2 separate regions of the Ovis aries genome follow, and region 1 is linked to region 2. A link is a contact called in public Hi-C data. All regions are on one chromosome and are shown on one strand. Each heading gives the region's core, a stretch centred on a gene start, on an enhancer-like site or on the middle of the called end of the contact. The rest is flanking DNA. Distances are from core to core; before and after follow the strand shown.

Region 1 (2,970 bases), core at 160-2,659, 46 kb after region 2:
CTGCTCCAGGCCAGAATACTGGAGTGGGTAGCCTTTCTCTTCTCCAGAGGATCTTCCCAACCCCAGGATCGAACCAGGTCTCCTGCACTGCAGGCAGATTCTTTACCAGCTGAGCCACAAGGGAAGCCCCCAGGCTAGAGTATATTTCTGGAAATGGATTACTGCTGATGAAACCTGTCTTCCAGAGAAAAAGTTGTTTCTTTGATGTTTCTTCTCAAAAATGGAGGAAGACCTATCCAAGGAGATAGAAAAAATACACAGAGAAATACATTATTTGAGTTGATTGTTGAGTGCCCATAGTGAAGTAGGCACAAACAAGCATTGCACAAATGGAAGAGGGAGAGGCTTGCATGGGTTTGAGGAAAATAGGGACAGTGCTCAGGGATCTTGCTTCACCTAGAACCTCCCTTCAGAACCCACCCTGCAGCTTCTGTTTTCTTCACGTGGATTTCCTTCAGCATTTAGGCATTTGACACTTGTCCCAATTTCACAGCCTGTCTTTCCAGAGCTGTCTAGACATTTCCTGATCTCTGAATACAGGCTACCACTTCTAGCCCCTCCTCCTCAACAGAGGATTCCTACACTTAAAGTTGCCTTCAAAGCCATCATCACTTTTTTGAATGCGTTAATGAGCACTAGTTGAACTGAACCAAAAATGTGTCTGCTCTAGGCTAGGTAATGCCACCCTAGGGTGGAACCACAAACTCTGTTCTCTTTTTCTTGACCCTGTATTCTCCATGTCCTCCTCAATTCCAATTAGACCGAGGGCCCAGAGTGAGCAAAGAGGGTTCACTCTGCTTACGAACTACCTGGGAGTTCACAAGCTACTCAAGTTTTTGACAGTTTCCAAGGCCTTGTGAAGGGTTGGAATGAGTGGAGAAGTCTGGGAGCGGCCCCTTGGCTGAAAACCAGGGGAGCTGAAAGTTTGCCAGCAAGCCCTAGAGGGTGACTCAGTGGGAAGCAACTTTATAGAGAAGAGTGGTAAGTAGGATGTGGTCAAAAGAGGCGTGAGGAGAGGACGCCTTTCGCACGTTGTAAAGCTAATGTGGCTTGGTGGTTCAATCAGCATTTCTCCCCAGTTGGTACTGAGATCTCAACCAGCCCAGCCTCCAGCTCTGGGCCCTGTGGGACCCTGGCTGTAAGGGTATTCCTCCCTTCCACTCTTCCAGTGACCTCCCAATCATGACCAAGAGAACAGAGGAAATTGGTCACCTTGGGAGCAACTGATATCTTGAGGGGACATGGTGACCACAAAAACAAAGAGTTGTGTTTGTGGTTTGGAATGTCATTCCGATTGCGAGGATGCGTGTCATCCCGAGTATGCAGAAGCTTGCTCGCAGTTCAGGAGGGACGGATCACAAACCCCGTCATGTGTTTCTAGGAAACGCTGATACCTGATTATTATTAGACCAAGATGCCAGCCACGCCAGTGGCCTCAGACCCGTTCCCTGTTGGCCTGGCTCTGGGGTATCCCATAGCACTGACCCTGGACTGTGTGCCAGTCTGGAAGGGAGAGGCCCACATGCCTGTGGACTCCAGTGGCCCCAAGCAGGCCGCTGGCTCCGTGCTGCCAGGGTCAGCCACACACACAAAATGTGACCACTCTGCTCAGCATTGCATGCCGGCTAGCCAGTCTCATCCAGGAGGAGCTGCGTGGGTCCTAGCCTAATTCGTGACACCTATTTAAATACTATTTTTCAAGAAGCTGCAATTGCCAAGAAATGACTAGAAGTTGTAGCCTATTTGTATGTGAGGAGAGGAGTGTGGAACAAGGTTGGGAGGAAAGCTTCTCAATGTTTACCTTTTTACAACTTTTTGTATTTGAACCATGGGAGCATATTATATATTTCAAAAGAAAATAAGGAAAAAAACCTCTCATTATCTCAGAAAGTGTCTTCTAGCTAAGAAACTTCCCACTGGCATCTCTTAAAGTTGCTTGCTGTGTAGGAGTACTAGTCACAGGTTCTCTGTCAAGGATGTGCTGTGTGTGTGCCCTTGGACTCAAGGTGACCCCTCCCCAAAGGTCAGAGACTCCTACTCATCAAGCAGTGAGGGTGGGATGATGTTGCAGCTTGCAATAATTTCATGGCCTCTAGAACAGGGATGGGGGAGCCTGGTGGGCTGCCGCCTATGGGGTCACACAGAGTCAGACACGACTGAAGTGACTTAGCAGCAGCAGTAGAACAGTGTGAAATGTGAGGAGACTACTTCCTGAATCCCCACTCCCAGAGGGCAGCCCCAGAGAGGAAAGGGTCTTTTCTAGGCTGAGGGGAGGCATCATCAGCAAGATTTCCCATGCTTGACGGAGACACACCCCATTTCCACCGGGAGACCATGGGATGCGGTTTCTTCACCACCCAAGCCATGGGGGTCGTGTTGGAGTCTGAGGCCGAAGGAAAGTTGTGTGCCCCCATATGCCCTTGCTTTTTCCAGAACATTAAAGCAGTGGGAAAAATACTGAAAGATCAAAAAGTAAGTATGCTAAAACTCACATTCAGTTCAGTTCAGTTTAGTCACTCAGTCGTGTCCGACTCTTTGCGCCCCCATGAATTGCAGCACGCCAGGCCTCCCTGTCCATCACCAACTCCCAGAGTTCACTCAGACTCACGTCCATTGAGTCAGTGATGCCATCCAGTCATCTCATCCTCTGTCGTCCCCTTCTCCTCCTGCCCCCAATCCCTCCTAGCATCCGAGTCTTTTCCAATGAGTCAACTCTTCTCATGAGGTGGCCAAAGTACTGGAGTTTCAGCTTTAGCATCATTCCTTCCAAAGAACACCCAGGGCTGATCTCCTTTAGAATGGACTGGTTGGATCTCCTTGCAGTCCAAGGGACTCTCAAAACTCACATTAAGTTCAAATATTTAATTTACACCCAGTGAAATTTACTATGATTTTAAATAATTAATATATTATAATCAATTACTAACAATTAAATATTTTTAAAGTTAAGATTTTTTTTCTTTTTCTTTA
Region 2 (2,933 bases), core at 133-2,632:
AGAGAATGGAATGGCAACCCACTTCAGCGTTCTTGCCTGGGGAATCCCATGGACAGAGGAGCCTGATGGGCTGCAGTCCAAGTGGCTGCAAAGAGTCGGACATGACTGAGCAATTAAGCACACCCACAGCTCCTGTAGCAACCAGAAAAGCGGCACCAGGGCCGGAGGCCAAGGGCCCCTCCCTCAGCTTGGGGGAGATCCTCTAATTGCCAGCAGCTCTGCAGTCTTGAGCAAAGGGTTCTGCGGCTGCTGGGGGCCAGGGCCCTCCCCTCTAAGCTTCCGATGATGGCTCACTTCCTTCCGTGTATGTGTTGGGGGAAATTCAAAGCTACATTTTCAATTTCCCACTCCCTTTGCCATTACATTCTTGGTGGGTTTTCCAGCCTTCTTGATTGCTAGATCTGGACTTCAGGCCTGGTGAACCCTAGATGCACCGATAAGTTTACAATAGGATCAAAGGATATTTTCAGATCTGGGGCTGAGCAGCCTCTAATTATTCTCTTTATTATAATTTTTCCAACGACTTCCTATTCCTTCCTTCCTATATATATATATATATATATTTAAAATTTTTATTTATTGGCTAAGCTGGGTCTTCGTCACTACTTCGGCAGGGGCTACTAGTTGCAGCGAGCAGGGGCTGCTCTCTAGTTGTGGTATGCAGGCTTCTTTTGCCATGGAGCGTGGGCTTCAGCAGTTTCGGCACATGAGCTTGGTAGTTTAGGTTCCCAGATTCTAGAGCACGGGCTCAGTAGTTGTGGCATAGAGGCTTAGTTGCTCCGAGGCATGTGGGATCTTCCCAGACCAGGGATCGAACCCGAGTCTCCTGCACTGACAGGTGGGTTCTTTATCACCAAGCCACCACGGAAGCCCCTTTCCTTCCTACATTAAATCTCTAATGTCCATCAGTTGTACATAAGATCCACAATGGCACAATACTGATAGCAGCAGTTGGTACGTGTAGGTACCTTGTTGGACTGAAAATTAATGAGTGAATGGCTGTGTATTAGAACAAAATGAATGAAGGCTGTAAACACTCTTTTGGTTGTTTTTTTCAACTAGACTATCTCCCTGTCATCTGTGCTGGCTAAGTCTGGCTCTGTCTGAGGGCTAGATGAGCTGGTCTGATTCCTCTGGTCTGAGGACTCTGGGACAGTGAGGTAGGGGAGAAGAAAGTGAGGGGCCTGAGGGAAGAGGCAGCTGGTAGGTCTTTCAGGAGCCTCATTGCCCAGTGAGATTTCTTCTGGCAGCTTCCCCCATCGCTGACCTGGAGCTGGAGCCAGCGTGCTCCACAGAAGCAGCTTGGCTGTGGTCACACTGTCTGGCTCCAAAGTCAAGAACAGTGAAGTGGCGAGGGGCCTGCTCTGTGGGCCCAGGGGTTAGGGAAGGGGGTGGGACTTGAAAGGCAAGGAGCCCGGCCCCATATGGCATCCGGATTTTAAACGACTCTACTTAGAAATAGAAGAAAATCTCTCCGGAAAATGGGAGGGCTCTGGCAGGCATCCCAGGCCTGAGGAACAGCAAGTTCCTGCCAACTTGTGACGGAAGTGGAGGTTTTGTGGGAAGGGCGGAGGGAAGAGGGCTCTGAAGAGAATGGACACAACCCGGCAGCGTTCTTCCTGGTTAAAAAGCCTGTCTGGGGGTAAACATGTTTCTGAAAATGAAGACACTTTTTATTCTTCCAGACTGGCCTACTTCCTGTGAATGCAGTTATTCCCAGGTGTGCGTGTTTATGTTCAAAGAAGGGATATGATAAACTATTCGTGGTCCCAGCCTGAGAAGGCTTTGGAATCATGGAGTGCAAAACTCAGCCTCACAACAGAATGGATACATGTATATGTATGACTGAATCCCTTCACTGTTCACCTCAAAATATCACAACATTGTTATAGGCTATACCCCAATACAAAATGTTTTTGGTGCTAAGAAAATTAAAGAAAAAAAAAAAGCCCCACCTCTTTGTGTTTCTGAGGCAGGAACATGCCTTCTAGATTTCATCTTCTAGGATAAGGCTGGGAATTCTCCTGGGAAACTCCTTTCCAGCCTGTGAGAGCCAGAGGCCCACTTATGGCCTCTTCAGGGCTTTTTTTAGGCTGAGGAGGGTGAGGGCTACAGATATGTAGACAACCTGCCTTGGCTGCTCCAGCAAGGTGCACTTGGGGAAGGAAAGCTCTGAGCGGGGAGCAGGAGCCATGAATGAAGAGGGAGAAGGAGTTACACATTTACATTTGCAGAGAGGTCTAAAATCAGCATGGTTCCCAAGAGATCCAAAGTGGATAAGCAGACCCTCAGTCTGCAATAAGTCATTCTCCTGTCCAGAACCCCAGCCAACAGCTGTCCCTGATGGGGTGGCGGCATTTCCTAATCTCTTTGACTCCAGAGCCTCACTGTGAAGCTGTCCCCAGAGCTGAAGGAGCGTCTTTTTTCTGAGAGTGGACTGTGAATCTGATTCATCTGGGAAGCCCACCTGGAAAGCCCTGTGGAGCAGGGTACGGCAGAGGGGGCGAGTGCATGTGTGTGCACGCCAAGTCACTTGTCATGTCTGACTCTTTGTGACCCTATGAGCTGTAGCCCCCTCAGGCTCCTCTGTCCATGGGGATTTTCCAAACAAGAATACTGGAATGGGTTGTCACGCCCTCCTCCAGGGGATCTTCCCAATTCAGGGATTCAACTTGTGTCTCTTCTGTCTCCTGATTGGCAGGTGGGTTCTTTACCACTAGTGCCACTTGGGAAGCCCGAGGGGAGAAGTGGCTGCATTTAAAGCCACCCCTTTCACAAGGCTTTCTGAGAAGGTGGGTCATCTGTACTGCTATAGGACCTCTGAGGTGTTGCTCGTGGGAGGGTGACTTGGTACAACCACTTGGGAGAACTTGTCACATTACATAGGAGAATCCAGGATGTGCAAAACTAACCCAGCAATTCCATTCTTGATT

What was found. Hi-C and Micro-C count contacts between places; a contact is called where the count stands out from the background.
Region 1: a contact with region 2 is called in a Hi-C map of muscle, with 2.3 times the contacts expected there. The contact joins two enhancer-like sites. A contact is called at or near these places in 4 of 16 Hi-C or Micro-C datasets (liver, muscle and tail adipose tissue).

Annotation. Positions count from the first base shown.
Region 1 is chr3:43,951,287-43,954,256 of ARS-UI_Ramb_v3.0, forward strand. All of the region lies in intron 2 of LOC114113914 (a long non-coding RNA gene), which reads left to right. Among named protein-coding and RNA genes, the nearest start is that of LGALSL, 97 kb to the left of the region's middle. Within about 2 kb of position 1,410, at least 2 of the 54 cell types and tissues checked have an H3K27ac peak or open chromatin away from gene starts, as enhancers often do. A contact at or near this core is called in muscle, where this site is marked.
Region 2 is chr3:43,905,744-43,908,676 of ARS-UI_Ramb_v3.0, forward strand. The region is part of intron 1 of LOC114113914 (a long non-coding RNA gene); the gene reads left to right. Among named protein-coding and RNA genes, the nearest start is that of LGALSL, 51 kb to the left of the region's middle. Within about 2 kb of position 1,383, at least 21 of the 54 cell types and tissues checked have an H3K27ac peak or open chromatin away from gene starts, as enhancers often do. A contact at or near this core is called in muscle, where this site is marked.